Linked DNA regions of Gasterosteus aculeatus: region 1 is linked to region 2. The links are chromatin contacts, called in public Hi-C maps. All regions are on one chromosome and are shown on one strand. Each heading gives the region's core, a stretch centred on a gene start, on an enhancer-like site or on the middle of the called end of the contact. The rest is flanking DNA. Distances are from core to core; before and after follow the strand shown. Region 1 overlaps LOC120818216. Region 2 holds the start of LOC144406324.

Evidence for each region. Hi-C and Micro-C count contacts between places; a contact is called where the count stands out from the background.
Region 1: a contact with region 2 is called in a Hi-C map of liver, with 2.5 times the contacts expected there. The contact joins the enhancer-like site here to the promoter of LOC144406324 in region 2. A contact is called at or near these places in 4 of 6 Hi-C or Micro-C datasets (liver, skeletal muscle and tail fin).

The regions. Positions count from the first base shown.
Region 1 is chr4:11,649,023-11,654,177 of fGasAcu3.hap1.1, reverse strand. It overlaps LOC120818216, which reads right to left. Exons shown (of 28, transcript XM_040175111.2): 7 at 4,583-4,699; 8 at 1,966-1,992; 9 at 1,825-1,851; 10 at 1,635-1,688; 11 at 1,489-1,548; 12 at 1,328-1,372; 13 at 1,164-1,241; 14 at 947-970. Among protein-coding and RNA genes, the nearest start is that of LOC120818216, 15 kb to the right of the region's middle. Within about 2 kb of position 2,562, at least 2 of the 9 cell types and tissues checked have open chromatin away from gene starts, as enhancers often do. A contact at or near this core is called in liver, where this site is marked.
Region 2 is chr4:11,562,215-11,567,215 of fGasAcu3.hap1.1, reverse strand. LOC144406324 reads right to left here and starts at 1,905. Exons shown (of 3, transcript XM_078102227.1): 1 at 1,245-1,905; 2 at 743-812. The coding sequence starts at 1,535. It overlaps LOC120818217 (dual specificity protein kinase CLK4), which reads right to left. Exons shown (of 13, transcript XM_040175122.2): 5 at 4,975-5,001; 6 at 4,765-4,881; 7 at 4,494-4,660; 8 at 4,300-4,394; 9 at 4,078-4,207; 10 at 3,898-3,980; 11 at 3,727-3,806; 12 at 3,510-3,600; 13 at 2,338-3,026. The coding sequence ends at 2,856.

The sequences.
Region 1 (5,155 bases), core at 1,313-3,812, 86 kb before region 2:
CAATAATAGTCACCCGGCTTCAGCGCGGCTTTTCACCACGTTCAGCACGGAGGAAACCAATAGGGCTTTTCACACAAACAAGTGAACGGATCATAACACGAGCTGGGTGGCCAACGAGCACGCCTCGCTCCAGGCTTGTAACTGTAGCCAAGACCGTACGTGTGATTTGGTGCCAACTAATCCACGACAGCAAAAGGCTTCTGATAAGATCTCAGGTTCGTGTTTGCAAAGACTCCTTTGTAGGCTGCTGTCTACAGCTTCACATGCAGGAGCCCACTTCAGATCACGTCCCAGGGCACCTGGTCCAGAGTGGTTTTAAATAAAATACACACTCCGCTGCAGAGATATTCATCTGTTATTAGCATGTAGCCCGGTGCATGGAATCAAAGGGCGGTGTGCGGGAGAGCGATATGAAACCGAGACGGTGAGCAGGTCCTCTCCCTTCCTTTTGGACGCATTCCCCTTGTGTGCTCGGTTATGTGGAACGGAAAAAAAAAACATGCTGCCCTTTAGCGAGTTCACACATCTTGTTAGGCGCGTTGGAAACATGCCATAAAAAAAACCACACAGTGTATATAACAATGTAACAGTATAACAAAAGACTGATGATTTTTCTGCACGATTACGTGTGCTACTTCAGGCTGCATGCTATCTGATAGCACAGCTGTACTATTTTATCCCAAATAAAGAGAGGAAAGAGCCTGCTAGACCAGTAGATCAGGAACATTCAGTAATGCTCTTTAGAGGTGGCCTCTAGAGTGAGATCCGATACATCTGAAGTGTGTAGTTCTGGGTGCATCCACAAAAACATACAGGACCACTGGACTATGCAGGTCTGCTAAAATGCAAATGCACACACAGGTTGTAGATCACAGGTTGTGTGATCGTTGTAGGTGTTAGTTACTGATCACTCCACCAAAACCATGCAGAAATAACGGCAGGTTACCGAAACACTGATGGTGGTGATGGCCTGTCGAGAAGAAAAACGGCAACGTGTTCAGTTTGCAAAGCGGTTGCAAAAAGAAAATGGTGTTCCTTACCACGCTACCATTTGTGGGCTTTTTCAAGTCCCCCCTCGACGCCTAAACCTCAGTTATAAATGTCTGGTAGAACATACAATGCAGCCATTTATGTGGTCTCACTGTCGCTTTAATATCACTCACCTGGAAAGCATCAAGAAGCTTCCCATTGAAGTCGATGATGTCCGAGGAGCCTGTTGCGCCCTTTTCACCAGGATAACCCTGAGGCAGAGACGGGCAACCCCGAGTGAGAGGTGCGCAAACAACTGAAGAAAAACACATGTTATCAAGTGTTTCTGTGCACATACCACGGGTCCCTGTGGTCCTTGCTCTCCTTGTCCCCCTTTGTCTCCCTGTTTGATCGCACATATCAAATCAATCAGATTTAAATAGTGTAGAATTAATGATATAGCAAAGAAAAGTATTTATATACGTATTTGTTAAATGCAATTTCGTATTGGTTTCCCACCTTCAATCCCGGGAGTCCATCCATGCCTCTCTCTCCTTTCTCCCCCGTGCCGGACTCGCCCTGTTTTCACACACAGTACACCTTCAACACGTAGCATGAAAAGACATCCACATTAAACGTCGTCAAGGAGGGACACTTATCTGTACCTTCGCTCCTGGGGGGCCCTGTAATCCTGGAAGGCCGGACTCACCATCTTCTCCCTGTCAATTCATCAAAGTCCATCAATGTCAATTATGCAACTTTTTGGTCACATGATGCTTCTGCAGCAAAACAGCAGAATTTTACTAGACGGGAAATTGAGTTGAATCAAGGTAAAATATCCAGTAATGATCGTACCGGCTTCCCAGGCAATCCCTGCGGCCCCTGCAGCACAAACACAACTGTTTACCATCATTTTACAGAGGCGGACAAATAATCATCACATACGTATAATATTTATTCATGAACAAAGTCAAACTGGATTTGAACTGAACTCACATCCAAGCCGTCACGACCCGGAAACCCCTGAGAAGGACAGAGAAGGAACCTGGTCAGCAGACGCCAGGTGAGTCGACTTTGAAGAGTCAAAACCACTTTAGCCAACAGATGTCAGTGTTCAACAAGGCAGCAGTTCAGCAGCCACTTATTCTGAGCCAGAGTACTTTGCCTGATATGAGCGGCCCGTCACAGTCAGTTCTCAACCGTTAGAACGCTGATTGGAGATTTTGGGTGTTTTATCCATCGCCCTCCAACTCCATCATACAAAACACTTAGTGAGAAAACTACGATAGAAACTATTGAAACACTTTCTGCTTCTTTTCCCGTTGACGCGTCACCAATCTGCATTCAAATGACCGTTTTAGTTTCACTTTACAGGAGATGACTCCGGAGTCGTGGCCAAACTCTGCGTTTGATGATGAGCCATAACCCGACACAAACACAGAGAGCATTCGATGTCCACTTTTTGGCATCTGTCCATCGGTGGTTTGATGGCTTATTTAGATAAACAGACCTATCGTGTTTATGGAGGCCAGGTGGACGCAGGCTTGGAGCAGCTAAACATCTGCTATGAAGTCATCCACGGCAGAGGAACTTTTACTGGGATCTTGTGCAACACCCCCCCCTATCTCGCTCTCTCACACACACTGCTATCGTGTTTACTTGATTATTCACTGCACTCCAATAAATGTTTGCTATAAATTGTAGGTTATTAGCCTTTGGCTCCGTACTCAAATTTTAAAATAACGTGCAGAAGCTACTTAGATGTGTTGCAGCTGGTTTTCTTACTCCTTCACATACAAACTGTCATCCAGATCCTCTCTACTTGCTATGTGGTCTTTTTTTTTAATTTCTAGTTGCTCCAGCAGCTTTTTAACCTCTTTTCTCACCCCTCTTACCTCCTTCATGTCTTTCGGTCTCTACTGCGAAGCCGGGGGAAACAGATCACCGCTGCAAATCATTCCTTAGTACTACTTTTGAGCCCCGAGCGCAGAAAAGGATGGACGAGGATCATTTCAGATGTCACACGTGTTTCCAAATATCCCAAATTCATGTTATATGATTTCCTGAAGCCAGACACGTTATGTTATTATGTTACACGTGACGAGGCATTACACAGCGACATTTACTGCTTGTACATTCCACGAGTGCGGACTGAATTGGGGAAAAAAGCATTCATCAACATGGAACAATCTCCAGGCTGAACTGAAATTGTCTCAACTTGTATCTTTTAATGTTTTCCGACGTCTCCAAATGGACAGACAACAAAAATCTCTTGAACGGTGCCTCTGATTTTGACCATTTTCTCTTTGTATTTTAGTTTTTAACTTAATTTGTATTGTGGTTTTACTCATGTCATGTATATGTATTTTATGGCTGTTCTTTAACGATGTGTGCTGCTGCCTTCCTGGCCAGGTCGCCCTTGAAAATGAGATCTCGATCTCAATGGGACTTTTATCTGGTTAAATAAAGGTTAAATAATAAACAAATAAAAATAAAAATAAAAACACAGAAACTTGCTCTAATTTAGTTCGGTCTCTCCCTCCTTTATTTTACACTTTGAAGAAGCAAATGGCGACGGCCTGCTGACTTTCTCCTGCTCTGCCCCCCTCAGACATCTGCCCACAACATGGAGCGGCTCCGAGCGCCGTTCTGCTTTGGTTTCGCTGTTTGAGTTTTGCAATGCCTTTAATCATCTCGAAAATGTATTAGAAATTGACCACGTTACAGGACGGCCCCCTCTATTCGACCCGTCTGCTTTTGGTGGTTTTCTGAGCTGTGCTGGCTTTCTCTCCCGTCGGTTCTGCGTAATCTCTCAACTCCCCCAGGGTGACACCGAGATTTGTTACTTCAAACCTATTGCTGCCCTGCTCCAGCTGAGGGCAACACACAATTAATTCCTTCACTCACAGAAACAATTACCCCTCAGAGCCCCTTTCTCCCTCTTCCATCCTGCAGTGACGGCCTAAAAGCTGCCGCCGCGTGTGAACTAAACTCGGAGAAGCAGAAAGTTAATTCGGAGAAACATAAACTGCCTTCGGCGAGGACCACAACCATTGTTCAGCGAGGCCGGCAAACTGCCCATGAACTCGCCGCGGTGCCATATCTGTTTCAGGGGTGCACGGCAACACAGTGGTGGTGTAGCAGGGTGGGAGAATTGGGGGGAGGGGGGGGGGGGGGGGGGGGTGTGGGGGGGGCTTTGTGGCCGCTGTCTCACACAAAACAGATGAGTCCAGGAGTAGAGTTGCTATTCTGGAAGCTTTTAGGCCACAGTTTACTGGCAAACCCGGAAGAATGGAGATTCAGGGTCACTGCGCCCCGGCCCATTGACCCTCGACGCTTTAATATATGTATATAAATGCACACTCACTCACAGACAGACGCACACATATTTGCCCAAAGCCTTGTTTTGAATTGAACCCCGCTAGGTTAACACAAATGACATGACTGCATTCTTTGTGGTGTGACTTAAGTGTCTTAAGTGACTTAAAGGGGGGACAAAAGAGTGGGAGGGGGGGGGGGTGAAGGAGAAAAATAATAACAACAACAAAGTGTGGGTGCGTGTTTTCATGTAGTAGTGGGTATACATCCGCATGAGAAGAAGCTCATCTCTCACCGGCTCGCCAGCAGGGCCACGTGGTCCGTCCTTGCCCGTGTTCCCGGGGGGGCCTCTGGGACCTGGGGGACCCGGAGGGCCAGGAGGACCAGCGGGTCCAGCCTGGCCTTGGTCACCCTGACAAAAAAAAGTAAAATATATTTTTTTATTTTATCCATGAAAAAGAAAAGCATTATTTCTAGTTGTTAGCATTGGCTTGTCTATAGTCTATATTCCTCTGTATTGTTGCATTTCTTAAACCAGTCAAACCTCAACACCATGTAACAACAACGTGACTTTGAGATGTAGCACCCGTTGCCTGGTAACACATTCAACTCATAAGGAGCATTTGGAGCCATGTTCATGTCCGTGGAAGTCAAATATTTTACCTTCTTCAAGCTCTGTTTTAAGTTTGGCGGGTTGAAAAGGTTTTCAGAAAAATAACTGAAACCGCCGAAAGCTAGTTGATGAGTTTGATGGACGTCAGTGAGTTCATTACTAGTGACTCCATTTCCATGCAGACATACAATTCAATGTCAACCTTTTGTTATAAAAACCTCAGTTTTCAAAACAATTTCCCCAGTGAATTGTTTA
Region 2 (5,001 bases), core at 656-3,155:
GACTTTAAAGAGCCTTTACATGTTCCGCTACAAACTAAAGACACACATCTTCAGACTCTACCTTGGCTAAAAGCAAATTGTAGTACTTAAATTGTACTTATAATGGCACTTAACTATAACAACTTGTAAATTGGCTTATGTAATGAAATTGCACTTTCTTTCTTGCTTCTTGTTCTTCTGTGTTTGTATCCTTATGGTTGAATGCACTTATTGTAATGTAATTGTAATGTAATGTAAAAAGAAGAAAAATGTATTTTTTGTAAATGCCTCAATACATGTTTAAATAAAACTGCTTTACTATGGGAACACATCCCGTCCAACAGCTGCACGCAATGACATGCATAACAGGGGACTCTGTAACTAGACGTGGACCACACACTGTCCTCTGAAACTATCACAAGCTCTGTAACGAACACCCCGCGAGCCAAACCTTGGCACACCGCTGCTACATCTTTTAAAGCCCCCCCCCATCAGAATGCAGGTCTCAGCCAGGACGTCCCAACCCCGCTGCTCTGCGGAGTGAAGAGCCCCGCTATCACAGTGTGGGCCCTTCCACGTGGCTCAAGGGGCCGCAATCATCAACACGCACACGCGCACTCTTAATGTTCGGGAGAGCTGCCAAACGTTCCCCAAGCAGTCAGCCATGACTGTAACGTTTAGTTGACAGGGAGCCGCGTGTTAGTGTCCCGTATGATTTATTTGTGTGTTCTCAGTAACAATGCTGCACACTGCAGAGACGTACCTGGAGGACACGAGCACTCCTGGCCGACATCCCTTGTTGTCCGCAATTTCGGCATCAGCACCACCACTTTCTGCGGACACAAGGAACAAATCCAAAGTAAGATATAAATATGGATACAATTGTGGAGGCCTTTAGGAAAAAGTCATTAAAATTATCTCAATGAGCAGCAATAATAATTAAGAGGGCATTGTCGTCCTCCCATTCCTCCATGTGATCCAATTAGGTTGGGCTCTAATCAGTGGTCATGTCACCCTCTACACATATTTAACTGCAAACGAATTGGCCAGCTGCATGCAAGGTTGACCTCTTACGGTCATTCATCAAAAATCAACTGATCGTAGTTGTGCAATTGGAACAAAAAAGCGCTCAAAGTCTGTGCGTTAATCAGCTTATCTGCATGTATTTCCTGCTATTACGCACATTTTACGCACCGACAAGAATGTGCGTCTTTGGTTCACAAACAAGATACACGAATTTATCTACGACCGTTTACGCCTTGTACCTCTTCAACGAGCCGCCCTATCGAGGTGCCCAGCTCTGGAATCAGAGTCCCATCCTCGTTTAGACAATAAGCCGCGCGCGGCGGGGTGAAGGTGGACCCTTTGTCCATCTGCATGCGGTTCTCCAGCTGGTAGGTCTTGAGGCTCATCAGAAGACACACGGCGATGGAGCTCAGAGACATCAGCATGCACAGAGCGATTGGGAAACCTGGAAGCCACCGCTGGACCGAAGACTTGGAAGCACACTGGCACACCGGCTTACTTTCCGCGATAGAGTCGCTGGCTGGATCCATCCTAAAAAATCCTGTGGAGGTCCTCTTGATGAACAGAAGAAAACATGCAATAAAAGCGCCTTGTATAGTTGTGGAAGTCCTGCGACCAAACTCTACTCTGGGCTTCACAACACGCAAGGCTCGGGGTTCAAAGTAATGACTGAAATTGGTCTTGGACCGAGGCGGCGGAAGCAGCAGCAGCAGCAGCGCACACTGGTTTTACGCAGAACACAGATGGGAGCGATATGGATGCCAACCGGAGTGGAGCCGCCTTCTGACTTGCAGGGGAGTTTCCTACACGGGTGTGCAAGTGCAACCACCAATGGCTCCGATTGTCTGCCGGCCTTAAAGTTGCGCGTTCAACTAGTGGCGACGCGCCCGCCCCGCTGACCACGTGGGGCACCGCGGATTGACAGCTGTGTCTCAGAGCGAGACGTTCGGGGGGTTTAGTCTTGGGACAAGATTTTGGTCACTGGGACATCACGACGTGACGTCTAATGATACTACGAGTTACACGATCCGTATCGTGTTCCCCTCCACTGTGATGTGTGAATAGAGACGGATTGTCGATTATAAGCGCATGACGCCGCAGGCCCTGTGGCATCTTGCCTACATTGGAGGACAATGGTTCCGCTTTGAGAAAAGGGGTTTCGGTTTGTAGTTTCCTAAAGACGTGCATCTTCTCTGCCGAACCGAAACGTGAAACCGTTAATACATTTAGTTAATCCAGGTTCGCTTTAGTCTCCTAATGAGCGTTTTACTGCCACCCTGCGGCTGCATGCTGCTACTGCACCGAAACAACAACAGACATCAGAGACAATTCTGTCGTCTATTCACGTTTATTGGAAAAATGTACATTGTATTGTAAAAGGTACACAAGCACTTGGTGAAAAAGAAAACATCTTAATTGTATGTACAAATATCTTCTGCCGCACTAGTTTCTCTCTCCAGTGCTGAATACATTTTTACTGAAGCAGGTGAGACAATAACATTTCCCTTCACCACTGTGACAATGCAGAGAAAAAAAAAATATACATGGAACACAGTTTGACTATTCATGAATTTAAAAAAGAAAAAGTATATGCTTATGTGATAGATATTAAATTATAATGCCAAATAAATAGAAATCAACTGGGAGGATTCATTACACCAAAACATGCCACACATAACAGAACTCGATGACACACACACACACACACACAGCGGTTTAGGACAGAAAAGCAGGACAGGTGACTGATACAGTCGGGTAAGGTCCTCCTCTCCTGGAGAGAGGAAGCAGAGGCTGGACCTGCACACTACGATGAGCATCACAGTGACAGACAAGTCGTACGCTGCACAGGTTCAGTCTTTTTTGCTGCTGCCGGTGCTTCTGCTGCTCTTGCGGTAGCAGGAGAAGAAGGGATGATGGAGGGCCTGCTCCAGACTGAGGCGCTTAGCTGGGTCGTACTCCATCATCTTCTCCAACAGGTCAAACAGCTGGTGGTGGTTTTCGCTCTTCGACTGCATGTAATGCTGATGGCACAGTACGGTCAGTTGTTAAACAGGTCCCATTTTACATACGGACCAATGTATTTTTTAGTAGTATGGAGCCTAATTCTTGTCTATTATTAGTTGTTTTGCAGTAAGAATCTGAAGTAGCCCAACTAGGAACTTGTCTTTGTTGAAGACAAAACCAAAAAATTCCTCAGAAGAAATTAGAATGGAAATACTCAAGCACTATGAGGCAGAAACTTGTATTCAAGTACAATACTTAAGAATCCTGAAACTTGCATGTATTCCAGCACATAGGACTTCTTATTCGCCACTGAGCCCGTCTTATTATGAAGTTCAAGGATATGTGCAGTGTTTTAACTGAACAAAACTGGTGGCTTTGGTAGTGCTGATGGCATTTAAGCGTTTTTAAATCCTCACATTTGTTTCATGCAGATGTACGTTCAGATTACATTCTTTAATTGACAGACTGTGTGCTGTGGTCTACAGTAATGCCGATCTTACCCTCAGGGGTTTGCAGTGTTTCTTCACATATCTCCCAGACGAGCTGTGAACATCCCAGTCCAGCTTGGACCGGTGCACATACCGCCTTTTTCTGTACAACACAATGACATTTGCATAAATAACAAAATTGATGAATACAAAAATTCTTGGAGAGGGGGGGGGGGGGGGGGGGGGGGGGCTTGTGACAATCCCATTAGCCAGTTAGCAGTCCACGTACTTGGTTTTCTGCAGGAGGTGTGTGGGGATGGGACCCAGGACTCGCTCCATCATAGCAAGGTGCTCTTTGCTGTCATGAGTCTAAAGGCAAGAAAAAAACACGTGACACCTTTAGCCAAATGCCACGGTAAACTGTATTAAAGATTTTATAATACCTTTTAGCTTCTCTTACCTGGAAGAGCGTAGACCCCAGGTAGTACTCTATGAGAATGCAGCCTACACTCCAGACATCACAGGAATGATCCCAGCCCAGATCTGAAAAGAGATGATGATAATAACACAACTCAATAACACAGCAACACTCAGTGATCCGCCTGAAGCTCGCGAGCAGCGCTGTGCAGCAGCCACATACCTAGGATAACTTCTGGAGCCCGGTAGTGGCGAGTCGACACCACGGAAGTGTGGTGCTCATGTTCATACGTGGCGTTGCCAAAATCAACAATTTTCACATCTGGCTTCTTCAACGTCCGCTCGTCCCGTTTCTGAAAAGCACAAACAGGAGAATCATGCTGCTCACACAGAGACACAAAACACAATGTTTGGGCATCAAGCAGTGGATATGTAAAGGACTCACCATTTCAGGATTGTACCGGATGCTGTAGTCCGAATCAATGAAGAGAATATTCTCAGGCTTCAGGTCTGTGTGAGTCAGCTTGTTTTTATGTAGAACTAGGAGGACACAGCACATACATTTTTAAAACCGGCTCTTGTGAGATTTCCTGTAGAAAGATACAGTATATTCTGTGCACCATCGTGTCAACTACTTACATCGGACAGCCCGGATGATCTCGTACGCCATGTGCCTGATGTGTTCTATGGGGAATGGCTGGAAATTGTTTTCCTTGAGGAAATCATAGGTGCTGAGGCCAAGCAGCTCAAAGGCAATACAAACATGGCCGTGGTAGTCAAACGAGTCCAGTATGTGTACACAAGCACTAGAAGGGGGGGGGGGGGGGGGGTAGTGAATGCCAAGTCAGTTTCTTTTGAGGACAAGATGTGTACATATATGAAGAAAGAGGTGTTGCGTCAAGTTACTTACTATCTCTTTTCAGAGTCAAGGGACTTCAACTGTTCGAGCACCTGTACCTCAGACAAAGCTGCCTCACGGTAGCGGTCTATGTTTTTAATGATCTTCAGAGCCACTCGAGCTCCATCACTGGAAATACACAACGTTGACACTTAGTATCAAATGCCAGGGAAGGAGTGAGCAAGAAATATTGTTAAAAAAAAAAAGAGTGTATAATCTTACTTAGAGTGATCAATGCATTCGACTACT